Regions from separate parts of the Mus musculus genome. Here region 2 is linked to region 1. Evidence: chromatin contacts called from public promoter capture Hi-C data. All regions are on one chromosome and are shown on one strand. The core of a region is the stretch at or near the end of the contact, and the rest is flanking DNA. Distances in the headings are between cores, read along the strand shown. Region 1 holds the start of 3300002A11Rik (RIKEN cDNA 3300002A11 gene). Region 2 overlaps Efcab11 (EF-hand calcium binding domain 11).

What was found. Promoter capture Hi-C pulls out the DNA fragments that hold promoters and counts their contacts.
Region 2: a contact with region 1 is called in a promoter capture Hi-C map of liver. The contact joins the enhancer-like site here to the promoter of 3300002A11Rik in region 1. A contact is called at or near these places in 6 of 39 promoter capture datasets (the C10 cell line, cranial neural crest, frontonasal cranial neural crest and 3 more), 1 of 15 datasets of contacts at CTCF or cohesin (the NIH/3T3 cell line), 2 of 484 Hi-C or Micro-C datasets (bone marrow-derived macrophages and cerebellum), 4 of 115 datasets of contacts at active chromatin or transcription factors (bone marrow-derived macrophages, embryonic basal ganglia, embryonic fibroblasts and 1 more) and 1 of 9 other capture datasets (embryonic stem cells).

What each region holds. Positions count from the first base shown.
Region 1 is chr12:99,339,513-99,342,299 of GRCm38.p6, forward strand. It overlaps 3300002A11Rik (RIKEN cDNA 3300002A11 gene), which reads left to right and starts at 1,519. Exons shown (of 3, transcript NR_166805.1): 1 at 1,519-1,713. It overlaps Foxn3 (forkhead box N3), which reads right to left. Exons shown (of 6, transcript NM_183186.2): 3 at 1,910-2,022. RefSeq lists an enhancer at 1-1,759.
Region 2 is chr12:99,859,941-99,862,916 of GRCm38.p6, forward strand. All of the region lies in intron 3 of Efcab11 (EF-hand calcium binding domain 11), which reads right to left. Among named protein-coding and RNA genes, the nearest start is that of Efcab11, 22 kb to the right of the region's middle. Within about 2 kb of position 1,716, at least 5 of the 459 cell types and tissues checked have an H3K27ac peak or open chromatin away from gene starts, as enhancers often do. A contact at or near this core is called in liver, where this site is marked.

The DNA of each region.
Region 1 (2,787 bases), core at 269-2,768:
TGCAGTGTTTCCCTGGGGGTCACATTTGGCAACAAGGCACTGGCCTAAATGAACCAATGACACGACCCAGTGAATAACACTTACATTTTTAACTTGCTAGAAGCAAACGGGTGTGACATACTTCTAAGGGAGAAACTAGAGAAACTAGTGGGGTGGGCTTGGAAACTGAATATCGACAGTATTGCAATAATTAGTGCCAGGCTCCCCACCAACCCCATAAAAAAGCAACTCTCTAACCCCAATCCCAGCTTCTATTTCAGGAATGGCTACCATCACAAGAAGAGAGGCAGGCATATGGCTCTCCCCTTCTGGACATTCCTACAATGTAGGCTAGGCTGCTCTGGAAAATCCCATCTCTTCCTCCTACAGCTATATGACCTCGAGTTGTCATTTCAAATAAAGTATGCTTCCACTGATTTTTATGAACACAGACAAAAGCAGCTACAACCTTCCTTCCCCCAGCCCCCCAAAAATACCCTTGCGAACCAACTGTAGTTGCTATGTAGGGTTATTTGTTTCTAAGGCAACAGCTTATGTCTAAGTACTAATGGCCTGTCCTTTTGCCAGGCAACAAACAGCCTTGTGATGCAAGTGCACCTGTCTCAGCTACGCGTTACTATGGAGACACTCCAGTTACTATGGCTACCATCACGCTAATCGCCTAGCAAAGGCAGACATACAGCAGTCTTCTCATAGAGCCCAGCTGCTTCTCCCGTCTCTTGCCGGAGACTGATTGTCTAGGGTCTGTGATGGAACGCACAAGAACTTCATTAATGCCACGTTGGAAGGCTCACTCTGTGTGCCCTCCTGCAGAATAAACATCAGAACAGAAAAATCTGCAAGTGGACTGTAAAATTCCCCAGCCTTCTGACACCGGGCCATTCCCAATTAACATAAATGTCTACTCCACTGGCAGTTTCTCTTAACCAGTTAACAAAGGAAATGCTGCTACATGCCTTCTAGAACTTCTTGGTAGGGGACTGGAAAGATGGTTTAGTGATCTAAGAGCACCGGCTGCTCCTCCAGAGGATCCAGGTTCAATTCCTAGCACTGACACAGTGGCTCAAATCGCCTGTAATTCCAGTTCCAGGGGATGCAATGCCCTCTTCTGGCCTCCACAGTCACCAAGCATTCAAATGCTACACAGACATAAATGAAAGTGAAACAGCTGTACACTTAAATAAAGTAATTTTCAAACTTTCTTAGTGGGCCTGATGACAAGCACCGTGAAGAGCTAAGACTCCATCCACAGGTTGAAATCCGGCTCTTTGTTCTGTAAGGCCCTTTCTTCTAACTTAGCACTGACATGCTTTTTAAACTGTGACAATCTACCTAACACCCCTCCCATTGTATATTTGTAAAAATGCACTCATGACCTCAGTCTCATGACAGCCAGACACGTGAGGAGGGAAAGTGGCCATGGTTCTCAAGACAAACACTTAGTAACCACAACAAACCCATCACTCAGGAGCCTGTCGACATGGAAACCGGATGACAACAACCGAGCCTGCCTTCTTTCCACATCTCTAGAGGCAGGCCATGGGAAGGTGGAATCACCTGTGTGCCTCACCGCTCTTATTCCAACAAAGCGTGACCCGCAGAGATAGAAAAGCTGTCCACTTTCCTCTGTAACCGATTCTACCCAGGAAGACGCTATTTACCTACCAGGAGCCCTTCCGGAGCCACACCCGCTCAGTCGGAGCTACAGAAGCGGTAAGCTTCCCAGGAAATGCATAGCCAATGGATGTGCCTCCTCATCAGACTTAATTCTTTTTCCCATTAGTCTGTAGTTATTTTTAAAACATTCATACGGCCTACTAAATTAGTTTTAGAGACTGTCTCTGCTAAAATAACAAAATTCCAGGAGACTTTAAGAAAACAAAAACCCCCGATAGTGCGAGTCACTTACCTTTGATAAGCCTGAGGAGTAGGAGGTGGGTGGTAAGGTGTCTTTTTCAGAGCCTGAATTAGATTTTGTCTATACTCTGGGTCGATGCACCACAATGACCCTTTCCCAATACTCTGCAAAGAAAAATTAAAATGAAAACATATTAATACAGTACAGAGAATTTTGTGGTAGGCAAATACAGGGCTATATTGTAGTTATTCTCCAAAGTTTCCTGTTCATTTGCTAATGATTTCTCAGGCTGACAACAGGACACCATTAAATGCTCTCTGCTCCTCTTTGCCCCGAGTAGATGAGGTCAGATGAACATGTAGCTACCAGATTATGTTGATGCAATAACATGACTGTCAAATCTGAACTACCCCCAACCCAAAATCCCTTATTTCTCAGTATGAATCTGGAGGAATATTCAGACTCGTCCAGAAGTCTCTAACTTGGCTGACGTTCATGGGCGCTGAGAAGACCTTTCGAAGCTCCATCTCTGCTCTAAAAACCCCAGCTGTTTTAAACCACATTATCTTGGCACGATCTTACAAAAATGGAAACGTAATCCACTCATTGTTTTTGGTATCCCGTCCCCCTTGCTCACAAAAGAACATTTATGCTTGGAATGGAATTTATAATTACCTTCCCCTCAGAAACAAAAGACCTGGCAACAATAGCAAACCTAAGCCAGAATTCAAAGTATTTTTTATTTTTATGGGGGGGGGGTGTCCTTCAGTTCACAGCAATCTGCTCTTGTCTCTAGGAATCTTTAGAAGAGGTCACACTTTAAAAGTGTAAATTGGCTAAAACTGTTCCCTGGGGGGAAGGGGGCAGCTTTCCCTGAAGGCCACTTTTGGGCTGGCTGGAGGCAATTGGTCTGAGATCAGCTTTAACAG
Region 2 (2,976 bases), core at 466-2,965, 520 kb after region 1:
GCCAAACATTAGGCAGAGCTTAGGGAATCCTGCGGAAGCAAGGGAGGAAAGATACTACAAGAAAGTCAACAAAATCAACTCTCCTGAGCTCAGAGGGGCTTACAGAGAAGACCTACCTACCATGGAGCCTGCATGGGACTGACCAAGGCCCTCTGTATATAAGTTAAAGTTGTGTAGCTTGGTGTTCTTGTGGGACTCCTAACAATGGGAGCAGGGGCTGTCTCTGACTTTGTTGCCTGCCTTTGGGCCCCTTTCCTCCTACTGCCCCACCCAGTCTTGACAGGAGCGGAGGTGCCTAGTCTTACTACAACTTCATATGCCATGGCTGCTGATAACCGTGAGGGCCTGCCCCTTTCTGAAGGGAAATGGAGGAGGAGTGGATGAGGGAGGGGGATACTGAGAGGAGAGAAGGGAGGGGAAACTCTGGTCAGGATATAAACATAAATAAATAATAAAAAAATTTAAGGTGTGTGTGTTTTGAATCATCTTTAACTCCAAAAAGTAATGGCAAAAAGCAAATTACTTTTCATTTACAGAGCCAGTAAAATAAACCATTGCTTTAGGGGAAAAAAAAAAAGCATTCGGTGAGAAGGAAAGCAATGGCTAAGATCTGCTCTGATCATGGCAGCTCACTCAGAGAGATGCGAGGCAGAGTGTAGCTGTATGGTTCAATGGGTGATGCATAAGAAAAGGGAGCATATGAATGCTGTTGTCGGTTTAATTACATATTCAGATAACACATCCACACTTGGAGTTATACAGTATGCAGGTCATCATAGTATAGAAAACAAATGTTCTTTAGGTTTTTTTAAAATAGGAAAAATATTTAAATTGTATGTTTGCTACCACTTAAATGAAAAAAAAAACAATCTAATAACACAAATAACTCTATTATGAATAATCATGTTTTTTCATACTATTTTCCCCCAGAGTCATATACCTCATATTTTCAGCTCAGTGGAGATCAGAGGCACTGGGTACACATTAAACCATGTAAATACATGGTCCACAGCATGCCCTCAGGTTGTCTACCAGGGCCACACACAACCAAACACAAGCCCTTTTTCTGGAGACTACATTTTCATTTAGCACGGCTTTCCTTCTGCAATACCACAATTGCTCTCCAAAGCTAATACTTAATAATTTACTATTCTAAAGCTTTGCAACAAATACACTGATGTAAGGGTTGCAGATTTTGCTGCCTTTTAAATGGCCTAGAAATAGAATTCTTACTTCTAGCTCCACCTGCTGTCACAAGAGTCAAACCGAAATTACTGCTTCACAGACTCTCAAAAATTCCATTTAGGCCAAATCTCATATCCAATGCATTATCTGTGTCTGCCTGGGAGCTAACGAGTGTATTCTAGAAAATTCTAAATTGAAACACAATGTTGAGTTCTCTGTGTACACTGCTCCACTTATAGTTACCTACATACACGCCACTGGAGTTGCAAATCAGGGCCACACCACCAGTGGCACCACCAATTATAGGGTCTGGCTGTTTAGTTGTGTTCACTAACAGGTCTTACAGAGGTGTGGGCAATCTGTCAGTGTACCTGGTCTTTACCGGTGTTCTGCAGACTTTTTAAATAACAAGCCAGTGCCCACATTCCCCTGTTCAGAGTGTCGCTGGGAGTGGCCTCACAGGACGCCCGCCAGCCTGAGGCTCACGGCTTAGCTACTGTCAGCTTCCTGCCATGGTGAAAAATAAAAGGCAAAGAATCCAGGAGAGGCAGAGCTGCTCTTTGCCTCTGGTTTCAGAGAGCTCAGTCAGTGACCCCTGGGTCCTGTCACCATGGCTGGAGTCCAGGATGGGAGAAACTGTCCCTTTGACAGTGTCAGATATATAAAAAGGAGACACAAGTGCCCCAGTGTCCCCTTCAAGGACACAGCTAATTTCCTTGGACTGGGCCCTACCTTTTAAAGCACCACCCCGACCCCCACCCAGGAGTGTCACAGGTTGGCGACCCAGCTGTCAATACACAGTCTTTGAAGAACATTTACGATCCAGACCATCATAAACTCCAATGCTTTTTACAAATCCTTCCTGATAATGTAAGTCTGGGCATTTTCTACACAACTGGAAAATACGTCCTTCCGTTTTGTTATCTATCCTCAGGAAAAAAAAAAAAGAACGCTTTTCATGTTCTATAATGAAGATATGTATTTATTTTTGCTTCCCAAACTACTTAATATGTGTGATACAGATATGCCATATAGAAAGAGACTGAAAAGGTGATTTTTCCCCCCTACTTTGTGAAAAGCTGCTTCCTAGGAGGGTAATCAGCTTTCACCACAGGGGTGAATAAGTATTCAAAAAAATCGAATAAAACTATCAACATTTTTTTTTCTTTGAAAGTTCCATTATGTATATCTTTTTGTGGTTCACAGTTCTAAGCTTCAGGGTCAGTGTATGCAGAGAAATCCTCTTGAAAATGAAGCAGTCTGGTGTCTGGCTATCATAGGGAGCTCAAATTAGAAACGGCAATAAACCCAGGGACAGCGAAGGAGAAAACAGTAAGAATGCCGGGTTACCTGACTGTAAGGCTGGTCCCAGGGTTAGCAAAGAAAGCAAGGTTCATGCTCACTCTACCATACATTCATTTTCCCAAGGACCGAAATGCCTAAAACCAAGGGCTTAAAAGGATGAAGTGGCCTTTAACAAAAAAAGGGATAATGTAAGCCTTCTCTAGTCTGAGGAATAAAATTCAGACTCTGAGTTTTAGAGGCCATGATTGGGGGTATAATGTGTTTGTATAAAAGGACTGTACGTCCAGAAAGCAAAGTGACAGGTGACATCAACATGCTGGGCTGTCAGAGCACAGGGACATGCAGAGGACTGACGCGTCCTTCCACCTGCCTGCAGAGAAGTGGAATAACGAGAACAGGGTCTATGTCACAAGAAACGGAGCTTTTCTCTGTCACTGGGAAGGAGACGAGGTAAAAACAGGTTGCAGCAGAATAGACATCTTATTC